Regions from separate parts of the Mus musculus genome. Here region 1 is linked to region 2. Evidence: chromatin contacts called from public promoter capture Hi-C data. All regions are on one chromosome and are shown on one strand. The core of a region is the stretch at or near the end of the contact, and the rest is flanking DNA. Distances in the headings are between cores, read along the strand shown.

Evidence for each region. Capture Hi-C pulls out chosen DNA fragments and counts their contacts.
Region 1: a contact with region 2 is called in a promoter capture Hi-C map of liver. The contact joins the promoter of Mob3b here to the promoter of Orc3 in region 2. A contact is called at or near these places in 1 of 39 promoter capture datasets (liver), 1 of 484 Hi-C or Micro-C datasets (CD4 T cells), 4 of 115 datasets of contacts at active chromatin or transcription factors (bone marrow-derived macrophages, embryonic stem cells, memory CD8 T cells and 1 more) and 2 of 9 other capture datasets (adipose tissue and liver).

Annotation. Positions count from the first base shown.
Region 1 is chr4:35,156,067-35,158,766 of GRCm38.p6, forward strand. Mob3b (MOB kinase activator 3B) reads right to left here and starts at 1,418. Exons shown (of 4, transcript NM_178061.5): 1 at 1,186-1,418.
Region 2 is chr4:34,613,560-34,616,259 of GRCm38.p6, forward strand. It overlaps Orc3 (origin recognition complex, subunit 3), which reads right to left and starts at 1,383. Exons shown (of 20, transcript NM_015824.4): 1 at 1,306-1,383. The coding sequence starts at 1,350. It overlaps Rars2 (arginyl-tRNA synthetase 2, mitochondrial), which reads left to right and starts at 1,398. Exons shown (of 20, transcript NM_181406.4): 1 at 1,398-1,467. The coding sequence starts at 1,432.

The sequences.
Region 1 (2,700 bases), core at 168-2,667, 540 kb after region 2:
TGGGCCCTCCATATGCGTTTAGCTCGCCTCTGAAAGTCCTTTGGACCCTCTCGCAGATCTCCTAGCTTTCGAGAACTTTGCCTCCAATCTCTCGTTTCAGATTCGCTGGGGATAAGATCTGAGAAATGCGCCCTGGGCCACAAGCAGCCTAGGAGGCGGGCTCAGGAACAACTTTCCCTCCGCCCTCTAACCACAAGCCCCGGGTGGGGCGGCCTAGCCAGGTCCCGAACTCTGTCCTTCCCCAGCGGGGATCCCGGACTCGAGCCTGCGCAAAGGCCAGCGTGAAAGGCCCCGCGAGCGGCGAAAGGGACTTCCTTCCCCGCTGGAGCCCCACCAGATGTTAAGAGGCGCAACAATAGTGGAACCGCAGAGAAACAAAAGGCCATTCACTGGGTTACAGGAGAATGGCTCTGTCGCCCCGTCTCTGCGGGGAAGACTTGCAGAGGGTCTGAAAGGGGGCTGGAAGAAATCTGAGTGGTCTAGAGCCTCTGCCACGCTCCAGGAGGCGGGAACCGCTCTTTACCATTAACAACCCCATCCTGGGGGTCCAGTGGTGGGGAGGAGAAATGAAGGGAAAGTTTAGTTTTCACCTTCTCCGGTGCAGAAAAGGGAGGAGCAACGATCCCAGATGTTTGACAGTTGTTGGTCCAAAAGTTGAGCAAAATTTACTTATTCTTAATACCTCCCTTGATGAGGCATAGGTAGCCAGGGAGGACAAATCGAGACTGCGCTGTAGCCCTCCCTACACAGCCCCACGCCGAGCCTGCTCTGGGATCCAGGAGCGTTGCCCTGTTTAGATGCACTTTGTAAAAGTTTCTCTTCCCGCCGCTTCAGGCCGACGCGCACCCCACCCGCATCTGAGATTCAGAATGGGTCCCGGGTGAGATCTGCACCCTTTAGGGGGAGGGAGGGGGTGTATTTCAGATCAAAGCCACAGACCCCCTGGGTGGGAACTGGACTCACATTCCAGCCCGGGAAGTGCGTACCCGGAGGCAGAGGAAAGCCAAGAAGCCCGTACTGCCTAAACCAGACTCCAACCCCGGAAGCTCGCGGAGGAGGGGTGAGGACTGGGGTCCGCACGACTGATCCTCCCTAGGTGTGCCCCGCACCTCGGCCCTCCAGGACACAATCCGAAGCGGGAAGCTGCGACTGCGCCTCCACACCACTCTTGGAAGGATCTCTTACCGTGGGGTTTTAACCTTCTGCCTAGGGCCCTGCTGGTTTCCTTCACGCCGGCAGCAGTTTCTGGAGCCGGAGAAAAAGAGTGAGCTCCTCCAGCCAGAGCAGCGATGCTTGCAGATTCACGCGAGGGGTTTCTGACCAGCACGCGTGACTCCAGATGCAGCGACCACGGCTCTGGTGCGGCCCCCACATGCACCCAGCGCGCCGCGCAGCTCGCCCGGGCGCCACTGCAACTCACCGGCTCAGAGCGGAGTCCCCTGGTGGCCTTCTCTGGAAAGGCAGCTACGCGGGGGCAAGAGGAGTCCTGTTGCCCTTAGGATCCTCTAATCTCCACAAGAGCCTGAGACAATGAGCAGTCTAAGTCTCTCAACTTTGGTCCGCTGCCCAATGTAGGTAGAAAGATGTCAGAGTAGAAAAGATGCTGCTGTCCTGGTTGGTCTTTGTCAACTTGACACAACCTTGATATATTTAGGAGGGAATTTTGACTTAAAAAAAAAACCCCTCATAAAATACCCTATTAATAAGTCTGTCCAGCATTTTCTTGATTAATGACTGTGGGTTGTGCCAGCGTTGGGCAGGTAGTGCTGGTGGGTATAAGAAAGCGCCTCGCGTGGATCTACAAGCATCGCTGCTCCGGCTGGAGGAGCTTACTCTTTATCTCCTGTCCCAGAAGCTGTTGCCTGTGAGAAGGAAGCCAGCAGGGCCCTAGGTGGAAGGTTAAAATCCCATGAGAAGCAAGCCAGCGAGCAGCATTCCTCCATGGCGTCTGCTTCAGTTCCTGATTCCAGGTAACTGCCTTGAGTTCCTGTTCTTACTTCCCTTTGCGGCGGACTGTGCATAAACCACATAAGCCCTTGCCTCCTCCAGTTGCTTCTGGTCATGCTGTTTTATCACAGCCATAGACACCCCAACTGAAGTCCACAAGAGCTTTTTCCAAGGCATCCAGAAAGGGCCAAATGACTTACGCTTCTCCAAAATGTTCTGCCAGCTGTAAAATGCCGTGGACTGCCTGAAACACCTTGGAAAGCAGCATTAAACCATGACAAAAATGCGTGGAAGTCGTAACTACCTCGCCGGGTGATTATGAGTAAACCAATTATGAGACGTACTCTTAGTTCTTGGGAGGAGTCTTCAAACATGAACTGAAAGAAAAAAAAATGAGGTGGATGTGTCAACCTGCTTTTATTCTCCTATAAACATCTTGATGTGTGCCGGCTGGGTAGTATCAAATGACTTGATTAGCGATCACATTCCGTAACTTCTGCTACACGTTTGAAAGAATGAAAGTAAATTAGGTGAAATTTAGGAGATATATTTCCATACTCGACTCCTGTTAGCCTTTCCATCACAAAAGTCTCTCTATATGTGGTGCCTTACTTGGCTCACACAAATGCTTGGAAAACTCCTGCTACGGGGCCTTAGCACTTGCTATGCTCCCTGCCTGGGACAGTCTTCTTAACTGTTCAGTCACATCATGGCTCAGAGACTACCCTTTTCCCTCCATTTCTTTCCTCAGAG
Region 2 (2,700 bases), core at 133-2,632:
GGCAGTTGCGTTTCTTGGACTAAAATGACTTGCCTTTATATCCTTGTCTTCCCTGCTCCATCTCCCCTCAGGAATGCCCAGTTAGAAAAAGTGTATATCTATCACCTAAACTTCACAAACTGAGGAGTCATTCGCTGCTTACCTCCAGCAACAACCTAGTGGGCTGTGCGCCAAAACCAGAGAGCATTTCAATGTCCTCCAGCGGGTTCACCCCGTAAAAACACTGAAGGGGTCTCACTCTGCCCCGTGGGCCAGAGTTCCCTTCACTGGCTCTGCTGTGTTGCTGCCTGCCTGCCTGCTTGCCTGCCTGCCTGATTCTGATGTTAACATCACCCCTAACAGACCTGTTATAAAAGAAGACAGCCCACTTCAGTGTTCCCCTGTAGCCCCAATTACGAAACCTTTCAGAAGTCTGTTATTTCAGCTTCCTTCAGGAGTGTCCTTCTGTTCTTAGAACAGGAGTCAAGTCTTACTTTACAAGGCATAGCAGCACAGACCAATAGACCTTTCTTTTCCATCTGCTGCCCTGTTTGATATTCTTGAAATATGGTTGCTAATGGTAAACTTAATTTTAAGTTATCTTAATTCCAGATGTAGCCACAGGCTCCTAGGGGGCAATACAAGCCTAGGATTTCTCCTCTTACAAACTACAATTTGACTAGCACTCCTTTGCCATCGAGTAGTCCACAACCCCTCAAAACACTCATCTGAATTACATTTTTATTCTGGTTTTTCCTAATGCTCCTCTCTCCACTCACGGGTTAAACTGCTCTTTTTACTTAATACGCTCTTTTATTTCTACATTCTAAGGCAAAGACCATCTTATTCTGCTCTCCCAAACTAATGCTTTATATTTTGCCAAGATTCTTATTTTTCAGACCTTAGCCAAACTGTCACTTTCTCCAAGAATTTCCTCGGTCTCCCAGAAACCTTGGTTCGTCCCTCCTCTCTTAGAACTTTTCTCCTTGCTAATGAGCCAATTCAAGATCAGCTGCTTATGAGTATTTCTGGGAACAGAAATCTATTTTTGCCTCCATCTGCATCTCGGTAACTTAAAGCACAGTGTGAATTTATGGAGGGGGAAGAGTGGGGGAAGCGGCAGGACGCAGCACATTCTGGGGGCAGCCGCTCTCCTAGCCTTGGCGCCATGGCCTAGTTGCCCAGAGCAAAGCTTGCCTCGAACCCGGACCTGGGCAAAGCCGCCCGAGTCCTGTTCTCCGCGGAGCCAGAGCTGATGCCCATCAAACCTCGTCGGACTTGCCAAACAGGCACCGCGAATCTGAGGCGAGCGCCACCCCCACGTACCTTAGACACGGAGGAGGTGGCCATAGTCCGCGGCCCCGTGTGCATGCGCACTCCACACTTCCGCGCGCCCTGGCGGAAGCAGAGGCGACTTCCGGCGCGGAGGCGGGGCGTGCGGGAAAGGGAGGCATGGCGTGTGGCTTTCGTAGGTCGATCGCCTGTCAGGTACAGTCCAGAGCGGCGAGCCAGCGGGAGCCAGGGCCGGAGGGTGCAGCCTAGGCCGACCCTGCCTCCTCCTTGCGCTGCGGAGTGGGAAGATCCTCGAGAGCCCTGAGTGCTCACTGTCTTCTCATTTCCCGTTCTTAATGCTTTAACCTGGGCGGACTGTCCAGAGGCCATGATTAGACCCTGTAGAAATTAATGTTCCTCCTTCGTTTATGCCCTTTATTTGCTCTCATGAATAACCTGGTAGGATATATCTCGAATAAGAAATTTTGTAGCTTACTAAACCTGTAGGCGATGCTCTCCCGAGGAAAAGCTCTAAATCCGGACTTGGAGACCATTGGATAAAATAGATGATTTAAAAGGCATGCTAAGGGCTGCGGAGATGGCTCCGCGGGTGAAGTGCCTGCTATACAAGCATCTGTGCCTGCGTTTGAATTTCCAGAACCTAGGTTGAAAAACCTGCATAGCTAAGGAAGTCTGAAACCACACTTCTGAGAGGTGGAAACAGAAACCGGTGGCTCCAGCCTCTGGTTCGGTGAGAGTCTGCCTCAAATAAGGTGGAGAAAGACACTTGACCTGTACTCCTCGCGTGTTTAGCGCAGCCTATCCTGCCTGGAGTTTGCTAGTGCTAGCACAGACTTAGGCCCGCTGTGGCTGGGTTGTTTTAGACAATTCTGAAAGATGGTGCATATACTTCTTAGGTAGTTCTGTGGGAATTAAGCTCCAGCCTACAGAGATGACTTTAATGTGTTATCTGTGTGTCTGTGTTTGTATGTTCCTTCATGAGGACAGGCCACAGGTTGCCTGTGTTTCCTCCAGTCACTGTCCACCTTTCCCCCCTCTCCCCTAAGGCAGATTTTCTCCCCGAACCTGGAGTTTACCCGTTTAGCTAGGTTGGTTAGCCAGGGAGCTGCAGGTGTAATGGCAATTCTGCTGTTAGCTGAGTTCATTGCATGGTACAAGCAAAAAACAACTGACTGTCTGGGAAAGACAAAATGCAAGAGAGAAAGAAGACAGAGGCAGAGTGAAACTGTTTTTATTAAGGCAGGCCTATCCTCCGGAATGAGGGACGGGAAATCCAGAGTTGGGGAGCCTGTGGCTGGATGAGGGTGGGGAAGGGTGCCGGTGTCTCAGGTTTTCTCCATTGGCTGTGCACGCCCCATTGGCTCACCAAAGAGATGATCGCAGGCTTTTATGCACAGCTTGCTCAATTAAGGAAGCGGCCATGCTTTA